Regions from separate parts of the Danio rerio genome. Here region 2 is linked to region 1. A link is a contact called in public Hi-C data. All regions are on one chromosome and are shown on one strand. Each heading gives the region's core, a stretch centred on a gene start, on an enhancer-like site or on the middle of the called end of the contact. The rest is flanking DNA. Distances are from core to core; before and after follow the strand shown. Region 1 holds the start of klf7b (Kruppel like factor 7b). Region 2 holds the start of LOC100537744.

Region 1 (6,150 bases), core at 1,133-3,632:
GTTCTCTCCGTGTTCGCGTGGGTTTCCTTCGGGTGCAAAGACATGCGCTATAGGTAAATTGAATAAGCTAAAATGTCCATAGTGTATGTGTGTGAAAGAGCGTGTATGGGTGTTTCCCAGTGTTAAGTTGTGGCTGGAAGGGCATCCACTGTGTAAAACATACAGTTGAAGTCAGAATTATTAGCCCCCCTTAATTATTAGACCCCCTGTTTATTTTCCCCCCAATTTCTGTTTAACAGAGAGTAGATTTTTTTTCAACACATTTCTAAACAATAGTTTTAATAACTGATTTCTGATAACTGATTTATTTTATCTTTGCTATGATGACAGTAAATTATATTTTTATATTTTACTACATGTTTTTCAGGACACTTCTATACAGCTTAAAGGGACATTTAAAGGCTTAACTCGGTTAATTAGGTTAACTAGGCAGGTTAGGGTAATTAGGCAAGTTATTGTATAATGATGGTTTGTTCTGTAGACTTTCAAAAAAATTTGCTTAAAGGGGCTAATAATTTTGTCCTTAAAATGGTGTTTAAAAAAATTAATAACTGCTTTTATTCTAGCCAAAATAAAACTTTTTTCCAGAAGAAAAAACATTATCAGACATACTGTGAAAATATCCTTGCTTCGTTAAACATAATTTGAGAAATATTTAAAAAAAAATTTTAAAAATTAAAAAAAATTCAAAGGGGGGCTTATAATTCTGACTTCAACTGTATGCTGGATAAGTTGGCGGTTCATTCTAATGTGGTGACCCCTGATGAAGAAAGGGACTAAATGAAAATAATAAATGAATGAATTACTTTTGTTGGCAAAAAAAAGAGATTTTACAGGTAAATTAATGCAGAGTAAACAAAAATCTTACAAGTTTAAGTATGCAAAGTGACTACATTCGGTTATTATTAATTATGTTTATTAGTTATTAATTATTGTTTTCCTTTTTTCTCCCTTTTATTTAATTGGCAGCCATTCTCCTGCACATTTTTCAGTAAGTAGGTTTTTCTTGATCACAAAACGCTCTCCAAACAAACACACTTATATTTGCTTAGAATATTTACAATAACATAACATCAATATGTTTGAATAAGGGGTAAAATATAAACTTTCATTGGCCAGACATTACTTCTGGTAACATTAAGCACACACACACACACACACACCACATGTATTAAGATTAAAAATCTGAATGTAAAATGTGTCATCTTGTGTCATACATTGTGATGAATTTTAACACTACAAGCAAGTTCATATTAATTAGGCTACATTAAGAAACTAGATTCATAATAACTTTGAATAAAAGCTTTTGCTTGAATAATGGTTTGTTGAACAAAGATAAATCTGTTTACGACAGACAGACAGACAGACAGACAGACAGACAGACAGACAGACAGACAGACAGACAGACAGACAGACAGACAGATAGATAGATAGATAGATAGATAGATAGATAGATAGATAGATAGATAGATAGATAGATAGATAGATAGATAGATGAGCACGAATTAAGTAAACGTTTGCAGTATGAGCAGTCAGTTACAGGACTGCTATAGGCAACAATCATTATTTAGAAATATTACACTTTTTAGGTTGCGTTTTTATGGATTTCAGGAATTAACTGCTATTAGGAGTGTTTCTGGCTTGCCCACAGGGTGAAAAACCATCCTGATGAGTCAATTACCCTTTACAGAACAATAACCAGATCAGTACTGCAAATCAATGCCATCAATTGCGTTGCTGAAACAGTTGCAATGCTCTTTGCGGTAATTTGTGCCATTAGAGAAGCTAAAACTCATTTCTAAGTGCTAAGCCTCTTATTTCAGAATTAAAATGTTTAAAGTAGCCCCGATCTTGTCTGTGAAGCGCTTAATCCTACTACTTGTGAAACATCTGAGAAGATCTTCAGACTTTTTTTTCAGCATTCGCCTACGCTTGAACATTGCATCATAACATTAATTATTTTCCAAACGACACTTCCAACTTTATAGGCAGCTTTGCGCTGTGAGATACCCGTAATGTATCATTTCCAGCAGATATGACTACATAGAGACTTGCCTCACGTTACAATCTGCAACTTCTGCTTCTGTTTGTTGCGTTCTCTCCGGCCGTATGAGCGACGCCAGTGCGCTGCCGCTGCTATATAGCTCTCTAAAAATAGCTCACCTTTCACTGCCTTCTACGGCCCGATTGACAAGTGTCACGAGCCAATCGCGCTATATTATTCAGATTTCACTCCACCTCTTTAGCTATTTAAGCACCGCCTTACTTGGACGCCAGTGAGATCATCAACCTTATTTACCGTATATGGTCACGCACGGAATTGATTGACAACAAACCACGCCCCCTCGGCTCCCTTTGCTTCCTCTCGCTCGCGAGGCAGCGAGCCCAGCAACTTGCCTTGGTGATCCACGGCATTCAGGAGAAAGGCTACCTGGAATTTATAGCGCAAAAGACACAGAGGCAATGCGGAAATAGGTGGACACTTCATGTCACCGAGTTTGCATCCCACTCCCAGGCTGAGGATCTGAGAGTTCGCGGGGACTGCAATTAAGTGACAAGAATTGTTTTTTATTTTTTTCCTTCCTTTTTTTTCCATTAGCGCTTAAAACAACCAGCTTTAACTACACTTCACGGAGGATTTGAAGCATTCCTTTTTGCGTCTGACAGCGGGCTGAGAAGAAAACAATTTATACCTGAGGATCAAAGCATCAGTTTTGTTTTTCTTGTGAGCATCAACATGGACGTGTTGGCGAATTACAGTATTTTTCAGGAACTTCAGCTGGTGCACGACACGGGCTACTTCTCAGCGATGCCGTCGCTGGAGGAGAACTGGCAGCAGGTGAGAGAGTTTGCACGAAACTACTTGGACTGTTAGTTGTTTGCGTAAATAAGCATTGCTTATGTGCGCAGATGTACCTGATGGAAACATTCACAACTTCACCGTGCGCGCGCCTATCCAAAACACGCTGTCCAAATTTTTGCGCGTAGTGGATTTTAGTGATGCAGGTGCTGTGTTGCTGCTTTCATATGAAAGCATGAAGCTAGAACTCCGTTCCTTTTATTTTAGCGACGTGAAAGTGATTATTAGTGAGAAGAATAGTCTGCAATACGTTGTGTGCTAATGTAGTGTACTTCTTAGTGTTATACTCCAGGCAAAACAGAGTGACAGAATGAGACACGAGATGAATCATGTGCATTATTTCTGGCTGAAACTGACTGAATGGCGTTTTGTTAAAGGCGCACGTAATATGGATGGAGAAAGTAAGAGCTTCGCTAACAATAAGCGACTTGTTATTAAATAATGCATTCGCATCTGTCAGATTACTTCGTGTTTTTCAGCACGACGATATCAAGAGCAGTTCCCGATCGTCATGTATTATGTATTACCTCCGCCGCGAGGGTGCGCGCGTGAGTGGATGTGAGGAGAATGCATTCAAATCACACTTTTTTTTCTTTCTTTCTGAGAGCTGCTGTGCATCTGTATAACAATTTGCTGACTCTTGAAGGGTAAAGGTAATCAATGATAATAGCTGTGTTTTACATTTTTATGACATCCCACTTAAGCCTTCTGGAAGATCTGGTGGAAGTGATGCACATTGGGAAATATCTGTCAGGGTCATGTTTTAAGTGACATGAGGTCTGTGTAAAATCAATGCAAATCAATTGATTTGTGTCAGGCAATAATTGTTTAGTAGTTAAATACAGTACTGATAACATTGGGATTTGGATTTTGTATGAATTAAACAGCATTAATGCAATATTACGGTTTACCAATTGTGGTAGAAGGACTTCTGGAAATCGATGTGACGATGGGCGCCTCTGCAGGCATGCACCGGCTGTCTTGAGCTCATTGCAATTCCATGTGCTCAACTGCAGGGAAATGCAGCGAGTGGTTATTTATCGCTAGAGTGTGGACTTGAAACAGATCTACCCCTACCAGCAACTCACAAGGCAATTCTACACAACACAAATATTACCAGGTAGAAAATGCAAATATAGACATATTGGTATGAGTATCGAAGGAAAATATGAACCGGCGAAATCATCTTAATGATTAAATGAATATGTTGTGCAATAAGACAGTTCTGGTGTTAATCAAAGTCTTATGATCATATCAGATAATAGCTTGTGTGTGTGTGAAGCATTCATACCCTGCAGTGTTGTGAATTGGCTGTCCAAGCACACAAGATTTACAATTTTGCCTGCCGTTTGACACTTCTTTGGCCATGTGCATGATAGAAACTAAGAGAATTTGAGGGGGTAAAACACACACACACACACACACAAATCAAGATAGAGCTACGAAGCTAATAATAATTCAATAGAAACAAGCTCATGTTGTGAGCTTGTAAAACCTGCAGATGAGTTCATATGCCAGCGCCATTGGCAAAGATAGTTTAGAGACAGCAGATAGTATCAGCTCACATAAGTGGAGGAGGGGAGCAAAAAAATATTACTTGCATTTAATGATAAGAAAATGAGGATGGAGAGGGGGAAAAGGCAGAGGTCTCTGTAGACAGGTAAATATACAAGCTTTTTTTTGTTTGAGTGACATCATAGTTAAAATTTTATGCGTTTACAGGTTGGGGTAGTTTTAAAGCGTAGCCCTAGATCTGCCAGCAAAAGGTAAACAGCACCCTTTGAGCAGGGGACAAGATGGATAGCTGTGGTCGGCCCCTTGCGAGTGGAGCATGAATCAGACCTTAATGGATGCGATATGGGTGAATTGAGTTTCAGAGCTAAGGCTGCGAGCAGGAATCGGGCATAGGGTGCATGGAGGGGAGGGCAGCAGAGGTTATGTGCTTGGGGATGAGAAGTGGTTGCCTGTTGAACGTGATGAAGTCCTATCGAGGCCTGACATGCACTGCATCCATTCCCCATGAGGGATGCCAACTGCTGGCACAGTCTCCCCCAATTTCAACAAAGACTCTATCTCTCACTGTCAAGAAGAGACACAGAAGACAGAGAGAAACAAGCTCAGGGTATCACAGCTTGCCAACTTTTCTTGGGGCAGAGAAGAGAGGAATTCTTTCGGCGGTGACCTGCAAGCGAGGTTAATTCAAAGAACGGCTGTTTGTGCAACAAGAGAGCCGCTGTTGGCTCTCACCCCCTCCTTATGCAGTGCCACCTAATACAACTCTTAGATATTCTCAGTGGAGAGTGGAGGAGCAGGTGGAGTGGCCTAGGGAATGAAGCAGAGGCAGTAAACAACACCATTAGAGGCAGTCAATGCAGCCTGGCCAATTAGTAAGGATCACCTAAGAGACAGGTTGGGGGCTAAGTCTGTTTGTCTGCACCTATCCATCTGTCCTCCATCAGCTAGTGCACAACTTGGACTGTTGTTGTTGTCCTCTGAAAAGCAGGCATTTTTGGGGTCACAGAAAAAATCTCTTACAAAGTCTGGCAAACCTGTTCTTACAACACTCTTCTCTGCATCAAGTACTAAGTCCAGGAAGATTCTAACATCACTCATTCCAAATGACTTTGCAGGGACACAAGCAGAATGCCATTGTTGCACACCTTTCCCAAAACATGCACAGGACTACTGCTACTGTAAGTGTTGCAAAGCAAACCCACGAGACATGATTATCCTGATAACACCCAGCAAAACCTAAAAGCTACTGTTCTATCAATAGCTTTTATGCTAAAGGTTGAGGAATATAATCTGAGATGTGGTGAACTTCTCAAAGCTCACTGGCAGCTGGAGGGCAGACGACTGACCCACAGAAACACATCACAGTCAGTAGAACTGGAACACGTCTGAGCAGGGTCACGTAAACCCCAGAGAGAAGCTGAAGGCAGCAGCTATCTGAGGCACAGGCGCTGCAGCACTCAAACATTGAGCCCGGTCTGTCCCAGAGAAGCCCAGTTTGACAAGATAATGTATCACACTGCTTGCATATTCTGTGCTGTGAGTTTTTGCATTTCACAGCCCAGTAACTTTTCGAAACAAAGGGCTAGATAGTTGGGTCTGTGCATGGGGGTTGGGAAAGAGGCGGTACATCTACATGATACCATTAAAAATGGATTATTTCAGGCTCTGTCAGTATTCTCATGGAAGTTCCACACCTAATTGTTGAAGCCCACCGTATTCAATAGCTTGCCCCTCTGTGATTGTTTGCCAATTTCCATTTGCAGAACATGGAGCAG
Region 2 (6,269 bases), core at 501-3,000, 290 kb before region 1:
TAATCTATAATCAACTAACGTAAATTACCTTTACCAAATATCAAGGGCTACTAAATTGTATTTATTTAAGAGTAGAAGCATGCACTACTGACCTGTAGGTGAGATTAGGGAAGCCCTGCACTGCTCTCGCCTCCTCCACCTGTGATTCACTGACATCAATGCCCACCACCTGCTGAAAGTATGGTGTCAGAGGGCGAGAGGTTTGCCCTGTCCCGCAGCCTAAATCCACAGCCAGCTGATGGGGCTTTCCTTTCTGTGAAAATTGTTTTAATCAATGAATATTATATTTGAGACAATTTAAAAGATCAAATGTAAATTACTTAAGTAAAAATGTTCCGTTAACTCTAGTTTAATTCTGTTAAACTAGAATTACTGAAATGAAAACGACTGTAAGAAAAAAAAAACATTAATGAAGCGAAAATGTACAGCAAAAAAAAAATAATAATAATAATAAATAACTATTTAAAATATGCAAAACTATAAATCTTTGCTTGAGGGCACTTAAGTCAATTTTTTTATTTTAAGATGAACTATCCCTTCAAAAAAAAAAAAAAAACACCACATTCTTTTCAAGAATTAAAGCAACTTTAAAATTGTAATAATTAACGTTAATTATTAAATTAATGTCATCGTTAGGATGGGTCGAAGAATGTTTATTATCAAAAGCACAAGAATTATTATAATTATTAATGTAAATTAAGTTTAGCCCTATTATTTTACCAAGATGCATAACATGTAGATTATTTAACTATATAATGTAGGCGATTCATATTTTGGAAGGGCCTTAATAAACGTACTGATTCAGCTGTCGTGCACACAAAACCTCGAACAAAACCTCGCGGCTGATCTTACCTTTTTGTCCAGATACTGAAGAATAAGCTCCTTCAGCTCATCCGGTGGTGCGAATCGATATTGTTGATAGAGGGAGGCATGTTGTTTCTCTTCAAACATTCGTTCAGTCATTTTTCTTTAACGGCAAGTCTTTAGACGAACATTCAGAGTAAAGTTAATTCTGCACTTCTGCAGAGTTAATTATTACTGGATACTGAAGAGGCGAAACACGAATACGAGTTCATGTCAAATGGGTGGGAACAAAACGACTGCTAAGTCATGGTTTTGGTCATAATCGAGAATGACGTGGGTAGGTGGCTTAAGCTATTCTGAATAGCATACTACAGTACTACCCCATACTACTACTACTTCTGTCGTGCAGTATAACAATACAGTAGGCGTTTCAAGAGTCGATTCATTTACGTTGTAGTTAATGTTCATGCGAATCGTTTCTTTAGATTTGTCCGTTTACAGACAGACGTATGTCACTTCATCAACGCTGCTCTCTGAAGAGACTCGGGCATCCACTGGGCAAAGTTATTAAACAACAAAATATGAACTGTAATAAGATTTGCAGTTACGGAAGTCGCCATATTTTATGTTTACTTTTCCCAGTGTCATTCACGAGTTGTCGCGAGAGTTCAAAACGTTTTTTTTATTGCATATTATTTTACTTTTTTTACTACCATAATTCAGTTTAAATAGTCTCGTTTGACGTTTTTATTTTCATTCACTGTTTGTGAAATTAAAGTGGGAAGCTACTTGTTTTTTTACGCTAACGTTACATGTGTTTTTTATGATGGTGAAATAAAACAAATATAAAACAAACCGTTTGTTCAGAATGAAAATACCTTCATGCACTTGAGTATAATATGTTGTAAAAAAATGTTAAAACGTTTTTTTTTTTTTTTCAAGTAGGTCGCGCAATAAAACATACTTTTTTCTTGTTGAAACATAGCCAGCAGAGGGCAGTATTTACACATTTTTAGCCCTTTATAACACAAAATAGATCCAAATTAATCCCCAGGAATCATACATTCGTACAATGTTAAAAAAAATAAATCGACCAAACAACTTCCATATGATAAAAAAAGTCTATATACATGAATGAATAAATTAAAATAGATAAATGCATTTAATCCGTACATACAGGGGCGGATTTAGTGATTTGGGAGCCCTAAGCAATTCTAGCCCTGCAAGTGTGAAGAAAAAACACAATGAGACATTTAAAAGACACAAACATAACTGTGATCTTACTTAATCTAAGTTTAACTTTGCTATGTGAAATGTTTTATGTGCCATTTTCAGTTAATCTGTTTTCAAATATAAAATGATGCTGCTGATAAATACCTTATCTTAAGCAAATAGTCTACAATGTCAGTACTGTATGTTGTGTTTAACATCTGTCTTGATTATTAAAAGCATTCATTTATTCATTCATTTCCTTTTCGGCTTAATCCCTTTTAAAAACATTACAGTATATACTTGTAATAAATAGATATTTCAGTAGATGCAGTCATTCAAAAATTATATAATTGTAAATTTGCACATCATTGTTTCAAAACACGTTTCCTCTTTGCAAGAAAAGCTAACACACTTGTGTCCATCTTTTTAAAAAAAGAAGAAAGGAAAATATATTTTTTACTTCCTCTTTCTCTGCACTTCCTCTTTCTAAAAAAGACAGAAAACACCATGTACTTCACAATTTTGATATTAATGTTTTTAAGTGGATTTTGTTACAGCTCTCAACTAGGTGAGTGTTACTAACCAGATTCTAAATAAACAATATTTATTTTCTTAATTTTGTATTATTTTACTGATTAGTGGGTGTATTCTGTCTGTAAACTGAGGTATGGTTAGCTACAGGAAAATCTGAGTTATCTAAACCAGAACATTTAACTTTAACAATGCTCCGTGCTTTAATTAGATTTTTGATTTGCTGTACATAAATCTAGCCAGATTACTGCAATATTTATTTTTAAATGAACATTTTATATGGAAACAACAATCATGCCAGTACTGTAAATGTCACTGATTAATCCAAACCAACCACCAAAATAACAATTTTAATCTTTCATCAGTCAGTTGCTGTAATAATTCAATATACTGTACTTTCTAATAGTTTTTTTTAACCAATACAGTGTATCTACCAAGGCAAGCAGTCAAGACCAAAGATGAAGGTTGATTAAGTTTTTTCTTTCTACTGTAATATTGTATCTATTTATAAAACAAAAAATATATATTTGTGTGTATGTGTGTTTGTGTGTGTGCGCGCGCATGCATGTGTCTGTTTATCCTAATGCTTAGAAAGGCTGATAAATACAAAATGTATTTGTGCAAAGTCCTCAGCTAATTTACTTGGTGTGTTTGGATTTTGTTCAGCAAGGTTTGATGTTGAACTGTTAAAACTAATTGTTTTTCATATAAAGAATTTACATCAGTTCAAAGTGTTCTGATAAAATAATAAAAACAATAATATCACTTTTCATTATTTTAAATGTAATAAAGTTTTATACAATTTCTCATTGTTGGTTTTATTTCATTTCTCTAAAGTCTCTCCTGGCTCTGATGTGTGTTTGCGCTGTGATGTCTCTCTTCTGTCTGAATTCTCAACACTGCAGTGGACAAAAGAAGGAAAACCAACATCCAACACGACTCTGATATACAACAACTCTGCCTACATCATCTTACACACAGCAGATGAACACAATACAGGCGAATATTACTGCCGACTGAATAAAGATGGAAAAATACAAACTATTACAAATCACACGCTTACTGTCAAAACACGTAAATATTCTTTTTTGTAGTATGACTAAATAATAATATTCTTTCATGTTTTTGTGTTTCCACTCCCATATTTTCCATAAAAATTCTGTAATTTATTTGAATAATATTATTTAATATTATTATTAAATATATTGTATTATTAAGTATATTATTTAAATAATATATTATTAAATAATATTTTATATTATTAAAATAATAACAAATATTTATGTACAAAAATTGACCAAGTTGCTTATTTTCTTTACAGATTCATATAATGGAAACGTTAAGACAAATAAATCTATTTATAGAGAAAGCTCCAGCAAACGTGATGTATCACTGATCTGCAAGACTAACAACAATAACTATGACAGCTGGAGGTGGACGTGGGAGAAGAGACCTAATTCACAGATTGATCTAATAACTGTTAAAAAAGGAGGAAAAGTTGAAGTTAAAGGACCAATTAAACCAGGAAGATTTTCTTCAACCACATACAACAGTCAAGCTTTTACCTTTCACATCTCACCTGTCCTCTACAACTATAGTGGCACGTACAGGTGCATTACAGAAACTACCATCTACACAACCACAATACTACACACCATCAGAGGTATATATGTTTTTGTCAACATTTTTAATTGAGATCGTAAAAGGAATACAGTTTAAATTTGAAGAGATAGCACATGATAATACAAGGAATGAGCCTAACAGGAATGAAAGAACATTCATTGTATACTGCACATTTAAATGATTTAACAAATGTTTATTTTTATAGTTAAAAAAAAAATTGTTATTCCCATTAAAAGAAATCACCTCATCAAGCGGGCGAGGCAGTCGCGCAGTAGGTAGTGCTGTCGCCTCACAGCAAGAAGGTCGCTGGGTCGCTGGTTCGAACCTCGGCTCAGTTGGTGTTTCTGTGTGGAGTTTGCATGTTCTCCCTGCATTCGCGTGGGTTTCCTCCGGGTGCTCCGGTTTCCAGTTTTGTATGAGTGTGTGTGTGGATGTTTCCTAGAGATGGGTTGCGGCTGGAAGGGCATCCGCTGCGTAAAAACTTGCTGGATAAGTTGGCGGTTCATTCCACTGCGGCGACCCCTGATTAAAAAAGGCACTAAGCCGACAAGAAAATGATTGAATGACCTCATCAAGCATTCTACACTTTACTTTCTCTCGTTGTTTTATGTGCAGTGTCAGTAGAGCCCCCTGGTGGTGTGTTGAGGAGTCAGTCTGTGCTTCTCACTTGTGAGCTTTCTGAAGTGACTGAATCCGTGACGCTGGTTTGGCTCAGGATGGAGAGAAAACGAGGAGTGCTGGAAAAACAGAACAGGATAACTGAGAAAAACAACAAGTTACAACTCAGAGTGAATCTGTCCAGCTTTAAAACAGAGCCGCTGCACTGGCAGTGTGCAGTTTTTACAGAGAATCAGCTCAGAGCCCTGGCGCCTGTAATACTCAACTTTACCTCAGAAATTACCAATGCTCCAACAATATCAACAAAAATCATAACTGTATCAAACCAAAGATCAACAGATAACGTAACTGCAACAAACCAAGGTAAAACATTAATATACAGCATTTTTCAACTTCTAAGAATATTTTCAACATTTGATTATCTAAATGTTAAATGTGAGACACTAATACAGTGGTTTGTTGCTGTGTAAAAATGACACTGGTCAATTTTGGTGTAATTATCATCATGTTTGTACTGTAGACACAGAGGACAGTGGTCTGAAGATGGTGATCATCGTATTTTGTGCTGTTACTGTCAGTGTGCTGATTCTGCTCTCTCTTCTAGTCTTTAAATGTCTAAAAAACACAGGTAAGCTTATCTCAGATATAGACAGCAAGTTGAAAATGGTTCATTATGACAAATTTTTCAAATTTTGTTGGCTGCAGTGAAATGTGAAATTAAACATATTGGTACACGTTTTTTTACTTTTTTTCACAGTGTAATATATAAACATTTATTTGTTTGTTTGTTTTTACATTTTTTTTATTCACAAATGAGCTGAGTTGAAATGCAAACATCCCTCTAGGTGGGCCACACTGTATAACATCTAAAGCGTACATTATAAAATGACCATATAACAGCTTAAAATGTTATCTGATTGAATAAAAATGTATAAAAGAAAAACTTAAACGTTTTCTTAAAATAAAATTGATATTTAAAAAATTAAAAACGTTTTTGGAGATTTTAGAAATGAACTAAATTTGGAGTACAAAGTGCAGGTCAATGTGGACAAATAGATAAAGAAACACATTCTGAACAAATGATACTGGTAATGCAACAGAACTGCATTGTTCTAGTAAAAGTGAGGCAGTGTTGTAAAAAAAAAAAAAAAAAAAAAATATATATATATATATATATATATATATATATATATATATATATATATAGTTGAAGTCAAAATTATTAGCCCCCTTTTGATTTATTTATTTTTTTGTTCTCTTTTAAATATTTCCCAAATTATGTTTAACAGATCAAGGGCATTTTTACAGTATGTCTGATAGTGTTTTTTTATTCTGGAGAAAGTCTTATTTGTTTTATTTCGGTTAGAATAAAAACAGTTTTTAATTTTTTAAAAACCATTTTTGGGACCAAATTATTAGCCCCTTTAAGCTAATTTTTTTTCGATAGTGTACAGAACAAACCATCGTTATAGAATAACTTG

What was found. Hi-C and Micro-C count contacts between places; a contact is called where the count stands out from the background.
Region 2: a Hi-C map of hematopoietic stem cells shows a contact between it and region 1, with 4 times the contacts expected there. The contact joins the promoter of LOC100537744 here to the promoter of klf7b in region 1. A contact is called at or near these places in 2 of 18 Hi-C or Micro-C datasets (embryo and hematopoietic stem cells) and 1 of 4 datasets of contacts at active chromatin or transcription factors (caudal fin).

What each region holds. Positions count from the first base shown.
Region 1 is chr9:30,064,627-30,070,776 of GRCz12tu, reverse strand. It overlaps klf7b (Kruppel like factor 7b), which reads left to right and starts at 2,382. Exons shown (of 4, transcript NM_001044766.2): 1 at 2,382-2,839. The coding sequence starts at 2,738. All of the region lies in intron 1 of LOC141376143 (a long non-coding RNA gene), which reads right to left.
Region 2 is chr9:30,355,389-30,361,657 of GRCz12tu, reverse strand. LOC100537744 reads left to right here and starts at 1,750. Exons shown (of 8, transcript XM_073912777.1): 1 at 1,750-2,584; 2 at 3,385-3,621; 3 at 3,869-4,210; 4 at 4,786-5,151; 5 at 5,309-5,416. The coding sequence starts at 2,524. It overlaps zgc:162396, which reads right to left and starts at 1,091. Exons shown (of 6, transcript NM_001044782.2): 1 at 853-1,091; 2 at 93-253. The coding sequence starts at 963.